Regions from separate parts of the Sus scrofa genome. Here region 1 is linked to region 2. Evidence: chromatin contacts called from public HiChIP or PLAC-seq data. All regions are on one chromosome and are shown on one strand. Each heading gives the region's core, a stretch centred on a gene start, on an enhancer-like site or on the middle of the called end of the contact. The rest is flanking DNA. Distances are from core to core; before and after follow the strand shown.

Region 1 (4,173 bases), core at 890-3,389, 160 kb after region 2:
ACAGGGCCTTTACATGGCTGTTTCTTCTGATTGGAATACTGTTGTCTGCAGGCAAATTCCCTCACTTCTGCTCTTCATTCTGATGTTACTTTTTCAGTGATGCCTACCCTGACCACTCTATTTAAAATTACAGTTTGTTTTCTTTTCCAGATATGCACTCTTTGTTCCACAGTAGGTTCTATTGATTTTGCCCTTGGGCAAGACACTTAACCTTTCTGAGCCCCAGCTTCTTATCTTTGCAATGGGGAATAACTACCTGTTACACTTGCTCAGGTGGGTTTTTAAAACATGTTGAAAGTTATGTTTTAAAAACATAATGAGAAGACAGATAAATGGAGGTGGCTTGAAACTAGATTTAACTGCCAAGTCTAGTTTCTACAGAATTCTAAAAAGATTAATAAACACATTTTTGAAAAAGATGGACTCTTGATCATCTTTCCTTATGGAATATTTAGAATGATAGTGTCATAAAAGGTGAAAAAACCAAGAACAAGAGAGAACAGATTCTCTTGTAAATGAGGCAGCCTGGGCTGAACCTTCAGCTTCAGAGAGCCTGGTATAGACAAAGAGGAGCAAGTAGTGGGGGTGTACTTAGGGTTTTTCCAGTTGAACTATGTTACCCTTCTGTCTGAGGTTATTTAGGATTACCATTCCTATCTTTGATATCTATTAGTACTTCATTTACTCTGAATTGTTAGTAAATGTTTTCTTAAAATAACTGAAGTTAATCAGTTCAGTGCTAAATTTGTGTTTCATAAAGAGTATTATGTGATCGGAGTTCCTGCTGTGGTGCAAGGGGATCAGTGGTGTCTTGGGAGCACTGGGATGTAGGTTCAATCCCTGGCCCCGCATGATAGGTTAGGATCCAGCCTTGTTGCAGCTGTGGTTTAGGTCCCAGCTGTGGCTCCAGTCTGATCCCTGGCTTGGGAATTCCCATGTGCTTCGGGGAGGCCGGAAAGGGGAAAAAAAAAAAAAAAGAGTTTTATGTGATATCCTATTTAATTCTCTGTCTTAGTAAACAGAGAAACCTAAATGAACATTTACACAGTTAAACCCTGATTGACAGTTGTCACTCTCATCAGTATTTCTTTTTCTTTTTTCTTTTTTTTTTTCTGTCTTTTGTCTTTGTCTTTTTAGGGCCGTACCCGCGGCATATGGAGGTTCCCAGGCTAGGGGTCTAATTAGAGCTGTAGCTGTTGGCCTACACCAAAGCTGCAGCAACACCAGATCTGAGCCGCATCCTGCAACCTACACCACAGCTCACGGCAACACCGGATCCTTAACCCACTGAGCAAGGTCAGGGATTGAACCCGAAACCTCATGGATCCTAGTCGAATTTAGTTCTGCTGCGCCACGACAGGAACTCCTTTATCAGCATTTCTTACTGTGCTCTCCCAATTTATCCCCCACATTTCCCTACTCTCCTATTTCATGAAGAATTTGATTTAACATCCATGAATAAATACTGTTTATAAAAGTATAAATTAGGTGAATAAATTATGTCTAAAAGAAGCTGAGAGAGGAAAATAAAGCCCTGAGTAAGATTTCCACACCTCTGCACATATCCTGTGGTGGTGTATTACAGATTGGCCACCAAATAGGAAAAAGCATGAGTTAATACGATTTAGTGTCTAAAAGGTAAGACTAAACCAGGTTTTCAGGAGAAACTTAGATGTTTCTCGTTCTGAGGCATGAGATAAAAGGTCCTGTGTAATAAAAATGTTATATACATGAAATGGTAATATCTTTATAGCTATTGTGACAACTCTTTGGTATTTGGTCTATCAAATGGCCTGAGGACATACTTATTTCTGGTGTGCGAGCGCGCGCGCGTGCGTGCGTGTGTGTTAGACAAAATGTATTTATCCACAGTGTGCATGCATATGTCTGTATGTGTTAGCAGGAAAAGATTTCCTGAACTGATCTGTTTTATTACTTCTGCACGCATTCTTCTTTGCCACAAACTTTTTTATTATGTGATAGAATACAGTTGAAATTGCCAAGACCATAATGTCAAGTCTATACATAAATTTAAGTCACATGGTTTGTTTATGGCTGGGTGTACATATGAGAGAGTAGATAGTTCTCAACAGTGCCTCCCCACCACACACACACACACACACACACACACACACACACACACACACACAGAAATATACTCCCATTCTTCCTAAAAGCCTTCACTCTTTATTAAGCTGTCTGCAGTTTCACCAGTTTGAGATTTCTTCTGTTATTTAAAAGCGTTTTAAAATATTTTAAAATACTACCAGAAGGCTTAGAACTATGTATCAGATTCTCTTCTTCTGTATACTTAGCCAAGGCTAATGAGAGTTGAAAAGAATGGAAAGTGAGGATAGATCAAGTAGTTATTTTGGAAAATGGGACTTTGCTATAGCTGCTTTAGGCATCTAGGACTTGGCTACAGAGGATATTAATAAGAGATCATGAACTCCCTGGTGACTCAGTGGCTTAAGGATCTGGCATTGTCACTGCTGTAGCTCTGGTTACTGCTGTGGCACATGCTCAGTCCCTGGCCTGGGAACTTTTGTATGCTGCAGGTGCTGCCAAAATCATACTGTGTTTGGAATATAAAAGACAAAGATTCCAAAGAAGAAAAGGTGACAACAAAGAAAAACTTCTACTGTTTTACAGTGTTAATTGGCTTTATATTTTAGTATCTTAGAGTCTTGTGCCTGGGCTCTCTTACAGCTGTTTTCACTGGGTTTTTAGAGATTTTTTGTTCTTAGCCTGGCATGACTGGTGAATAAATAGCGCATTGCTATAATTATATAGTTTATTTTTTATTCCAATATTCAGTTAACTCTTAATTGTAAAATAATTTTCACAATTTTATTATTTATTTTTAACTTAGAGTGGAAGACGAAACGTTGATTTGGATTTGGCATCATCTCATAGAAAGAGAGGTAAGCATTAACTATTAAATATCTGATGAAATTAAGTAGCTCTTTTTATGTCTGATGTATTTAGATCTGTCATTGAAACATTTTATCAGAAAAGTTAAAAGGAAGATCATTTTCTTTAAAATATATACCCTTAAAAAGTCTGGGACTGTCTAGGAGTTAATCAGTTTTGTTTCTCATTTGTTGTGTGTTTTGACTTTTTAAAAGTCCTGTAGAACTCCAGAAGCAGTACTTTACATTGTGGGGGGTTATGGACATAATTTGCCATGTTTTAGCTCACTGGTAGAGTAGCTATAGTTTAAAAGGTGTTACAGGGAGAACTATTTATCCCATTTGCCTATCATACACACATTCTACTTTCAAACTGAAAGTTTCTAGTTTTTTCCTCCTTGCCTCTCAAGTTAGAGAATGTGAAAGATGAGCAAATGATTTCTTTAAAAAACTTTTCCCATGAGGAACAATTTTAGAGTGTCATCAAGTGTTAAGCTCATTTGTTAAAAGCTGTATCTTAAGGAATAATATAGTTACCTCGTTTATATGTACAAGTAGATGGAAAGAACAGCACTTTTAGATAATACAACTCCAAGGTAACTAAAAACTCTCCAAATATTGTTCTCTATTAATTGGCACTTTTATTTTTTTTTTTTGTCTTTTTGCCATTTTCTTGGGCCTCTCTCGCAGCATATGGAGGTTCCCACGCTAGGGGTCGAATCGGAGCTGTAGCCACCAGCCTACGCCAGAGCCACAGCAACACTGGATCCGAACCTCGTCTGCAACCTACACCACAGCTCACGGCAACGCCGGATCGTTAACCCACTGAGCAAGGGCAGGGATCGAACCCGCAACCTCATGGTTCCTAGTCAGATTCGTTAACCACTGCGCCACGACGGGAACTCTGGCACTTTTATTTTTATTGAACGCTTTTATCCTCTGGTTGTGAAAATGTGAAATGTTCCAGATATCTCCTGGTGGCAGTTTCCTAAAAGCCTGTGGGAAAACTGTTTTTTTCCATGATATTAAAAGTCTTTTGTATTTCAGAGTTAAACTCTTCCCTTGATAGCTTCCTTGGCAGGATGTTAGGTTCCCCTACAGAAAAAAAGGAATGAGAGAAAGAAATTTCACACACAGCTTTTTCTTTTTTGTATTTATAACTTAGAGGAAGAAATGTTGGTACTTAGAATGCAGAAAATGATTAATCTGAACTATTAGGAATTCTAAAGACTAGAGATGGTGCTTTCTTTATTGTAAAGTT
Region 2 (4,129 bases), core at 906-3,405:
TCCATCCCAACCAGCCAAGAGAGAAACAAAAAGCACCACAATAGTATGCTTATCCACAATGCAATCAGTAAGTCAAGCTTGTCTGATTTTAAACAGTAACTTTTCCCCCAGGGACAGCAGGGGCAGGAAGCCTCAGTCACGGCTTCTTGACTGGAATGGGCTTCACAGGTTCTTTTCCAAGAGCACATGAAGAAGGACAAGGGGGCATTTGCCCGCTCGTGTGTGCCTGGTAGGGCATGGAAAGCAAACACACCTTCTGAGCATTTACACATGTCAGTTGTGGAGCTAGGCACTGTTCCGGGGAGCCCAGGCTGGGGACAAACCTGACATTGTAGACATTCAGCTAGCTCATAGATAAGCCGCTTCCTGTAGCCCACGAGGCTGGAAGCACAGATGTGGATGAGGCGAGGGAAGAGAGTGTGGGCACATCAAGGAGGGGCTGGTTCTTCTGAGGACATGGTCATCAGAGGTGGGAGGTAGGCTAGCCTGGAGCAGGGGGCCTCAGTTACTTCTCGTATTCAGACAGTGAAGGCCACTGACAAAAACTCCTGCTTGTCAACCATCACTCACCTCTGGTGGGGGCCAGCCAGCCTCATGGGGCCCCATGGGTCTGCACTGCAGGCCAGTAGGCTTGGTGGGGATCAGGTTCTCCTGGGGAGAAAGAGGCTGGGGAAGGAAGGACAGTGGTCAGTACCTGCCTAACTGGGGACTTCAGCGACTTTATAGATGCTCATCCAGCCCCACGGAAGATGCCCCGAGGTGGCAAGGACCCTCAGGAACTGGCATCAAACTGTTCACGTCATTACAAGTTCTTTCTCAGGTGGAGTTCAAGCCTTCCGGAAGATCCATCTGTTGTCCTGGTTGTATCTCCTGGGGTCACATCCATTTAACAAATATGTAGACAAAGATGAACAAGATGGTCTGTGTCTTCAAATAATCCAAAGGCTGGTGACAAGGACAGGGCAGGATGAAATAGTGGCTAAGCTGTGAGCTGAGGGAGGGATTCTGACTGATGGCAGGAGACCTAGAGGAGGTGGCCTTTGAGGCGGGCTTAACAGAGAAGGGGATTGATGTATGTGGAAGGGACTGTGGAGTCCAGGCCGGGAAAAGCTTGAGTGAAGACACAGAGGCATGAGAGCAGAGCATCTCCTGAGGATGTGGGTAGCCTGGCAGGCTGGGGACCTGGTGGGGAGGGGAGCCGTGGGGGAGGTGGGGGCTGGGTCACAGAGAGGCTTGAGTCTGGGTCTCTATTCAGTGAGCCACAGGGAGGTCCAGAAGTTTTGTGAGACTTTATCAGAGCTGTGATTGACATCAGTGACTCTCAAAGGGTGTCTCCGTCCAGAAGCATCAGCATCTCCTGGGACATTGTTAGAAGTGCGGATTCTCAAGCTCCTCCCCCAGACTTGCTGAATCAGCAACTCTGGGCATGGGTCCTAACCAACTGCTCCAACAAGGCCTCCAGGTGATTCTGATGTTCTGCTCTAGAAGAGCAACCCGGAGAGCTGGGCGAGAGACAGGCGAGGTGCGGGGAATCTGCAGGCAGAGGGCAGTCAGGGCCATTAGAGTCACCTGTGTGGGGCCGGAAGCAGCCTGCCCTGCAGAAGAGGCAGGAGGAGTTAGACAGACTCTGGTTCCCGTGCCTGCCCCTCACCTTCTAGCCTCGTGAACCTGGGCAAAGGACCTGCCTCTCCTGGGCCTCAGTTTCTGCATCTTCAAAGAGGAGTCGCAGCTGGAGGAGGTAGGAGATGGCCAGCAATGGTCTCAGCTCACCCGGGACTGAGGGTTTCATGGGACTCCAGACTTTCAGTGCTAAAACCAGAAGCGTCCAGGACAGAGGGGGTGATTGGTCACCCTACCCCCGATATGGCACCCAGAAAGAAGGACTGCTCAGGATCCTACAGAGAGAATGCACTGAAGGGAAAGCTGCCGAGGGGACCAGAGCCCATTCTGGGGCACTCTGGTGGCGGCTAAAGTTGCCGATCCCTCTTGCCCCCGTTTCTGATGCCCTTGGCCAGGAGCCCATCCCACAGGCCTCTACCTCTGTCTGGCTCTGGAGTCCAGCAGAAAGGGAGATGGGGCCCAGGCCAGGCAAGGGCACAAGGCTGGCTCCCATGGCCATGTCACTGGCCTGGTGCTGGGGTCACATGAAATACCATACGACTGCTGATGCTGCTGGAGGCTGAAAATACCCAGTGCCCTGGCCTGGGCACCTGGCTGACTGTTCTGGGCTGGGATTCAAGGGAGCGGCTGTAGTGTCTGTTACCCCACTAGTCTGGTCTCAATTGGGTTCTCACCACCTCAGCCAGGGGTCTCCAGGGTGAGGTGGCGCCCTAACGTTCCTATAGCTGAGTTTTTAAAAACAGAGGCCTGAGGTGGAACCACCAGATAGAAAGGCCATCCAAGGAATCTTTCTCAGAAAGCTGGGGCAGCTTCTTTCTGAAGATCCCAAGGAACCTCAACATGTATCTTTCTGATCCATGTGCTCATCCATGGACCAATCATGGGGACCCGGAGGGATTAGAGGATTTATTCAGGCCTGAGACCCAGGATCTCAGAGATTGAGGCAGAATCAGCTTCCTCCAAAACTGGTAGGGGGAACTGAGGTCCTTGTCAAGAGAAGGGGAACAGATGTTGGCAGTGTCTTTAGGATTTTCTAGGTATTGTATCATGTCATCTACAACACAGATAGTTTTACTTCTTCTTTTCCAATTTGGATTCCTTTTATTTCTTTTTCTTCTCTGATTGCCGTGGCTAGGACTTCCAAAACTGTGTTGAATAATAATGGTGTATGTGGACATCTTTGTCTTGTTCCTCGTCTTAGCAGAAAGGAAGATATTGGGAGGGACCAAATGTCTCCCTCATTCTCTTCTACTTTCCCAATGGCGCTCTTCACCTCCTGCTGCTCCTTGGATGCCCTCTGCGCTTTCAGGGTTGTTCTCATGAGCAGATTCTCTGGGGTTCATACGGGGCTCCCCACTCACAGATGTACCCACACCTATCCAGGAGAGAGGTCTGCTGCGGCCTCCAAAATCTGCAGGCCCTGCCCACCTGTAGCCCTCCTCCCTGGAAAGAAGCTTCAAACCTAGGCAGGAGGCACTACCTCAGATGTGGAGCTACTGGATTTGAAGTCAAGCCAGGACTCTAGAGCTGAAGCCCTGTTCTGGCAGCTTCTTGGTGCAGTGACTTTTAGCAGGAGCCTCACTTTTCCCTCTTGTAAAAACGGGGATAACGTTGTGTTCTGTGCGCTGTTGTGAGGATTAAATAAATGAATGCATGTGAGCTGATATGGTCAGTGCCCTGTACACGCCCAGAATGTGGCTGTTGCTGCAACAACCATGCTTCTTATTGACATCATACTAAAAGAATAAGAACAAATACATAAATGAGGAAAGTGGAGCAAAAGGGAAAGAAGGCTAGAGATTCTTTGCAGTATATCTGCCCTTAACAACCAAACCACTCTGGTGATTGTGTGTGTGTGGTTGGCAGGGGGGCATCGCATGGAGGGGCCACGCTTCTTATTACTAAGAGGCCACGCTTCCTGGGCGTCTCCGCGCCGTGGGTGGGGCCTGCACTCTCCACAAGCCGGGTTAGTTAGGGCGCCTCAGTGCCAGACCCGGGGCATCGTCTGCTTTCCACACAGCTTGGTTCCACCAGGAACCAAGTGCCCTCACATGACCATCACCAAACACAAAACCAGCTCTCTTCCTACCTGTCCGTGCCAGGGGCCGTTTGGATTAGAGAAGTATCAGTGATAGTGGTCCCGCTTGTTTTGTGTCAACCATGTGCCAGGTGATTTGCGTATATTATGTTTTCATAACAATCCTGAAAAAGAGCTGTTGTCCCTGTTTCACCAATGAGGAAAACTAAGGCTCAGAGAGGTGAATGACTTCTCTAAGACCATAAACTCACAGGAGAGTTTGAGCTCACATCCGCTTCTCTCTGGCTGCCAAGCCCAAGTGCGCTCTACCACACAGTGGGGAGAAAGAGACCTGAGGTCCTGATCATCAATTCCTGTGGGACAGGCAAGTGCCTCCTGTGGGTCCTCAGTTTTTTCACCTGTGACTTAGGTGATGCCTAAGGTCAGGGTTCTGTTCTCCTGGCATCTGATTTCTTGGAGGCTCTCTGCTGC

What was found. HiChIP or PLAC-seq counts read pairs in DNA pulled down with a chosen protein or histone mark.
Region 1: a contact with region 2 is called in an H3K27ac HiChIP or PLAC-seq map of skeletal muscle. The contact joins two enhancer-like sites. A contact is called at or near these places in 4 of 47 Hi-C or Micro-C datasets (embryonic fibroblasts, heart right ventricle and skeletal muscle) and 1 of 2 datasets of contacts at active chromatin or transcription factors (skeletal muscle).

What each region holds. Positions count from the first base shown.
Region 1 is chr1:108,305,297-108,309,469 of Sscrofa11.1, forward strand. It overlaps HERC1 (probable E3 ubiquitin-protein ligase HERC1), which reads left to right. Exons shown (of 78, transcript XM_021094078.1): 25 at 2,873-2,924. Among named protein-coding and RNA genes, the nearest start is that of HERC1, 100 kb to the left of the region's middle. Within about 2 kb of position 2,140, at least 2 of the 83 cell types and tissues checked have an H3K27ac peak or open chromatin away from gene starts, as enhancers often do. A contact at or near this core is called in skeletal muscle, where this site is marked.
Region 2 is chr1:108,143,591-108,147,719 of Sscrofa11.1, forward strand. No RefSeq gene overlaps it. Among named protein-coding and RNA genes, the nearest start is that of HERC1, 61 kb to the right of the region's middle. Within about 2 kb of position 2,156, at least 3 of the 83 cell types and tissues checked have an H3K27ac peak or open chromatin away from gene starts, as enhancers often do. A contact at or near this core is called in skeletal muscle, where this site is marked.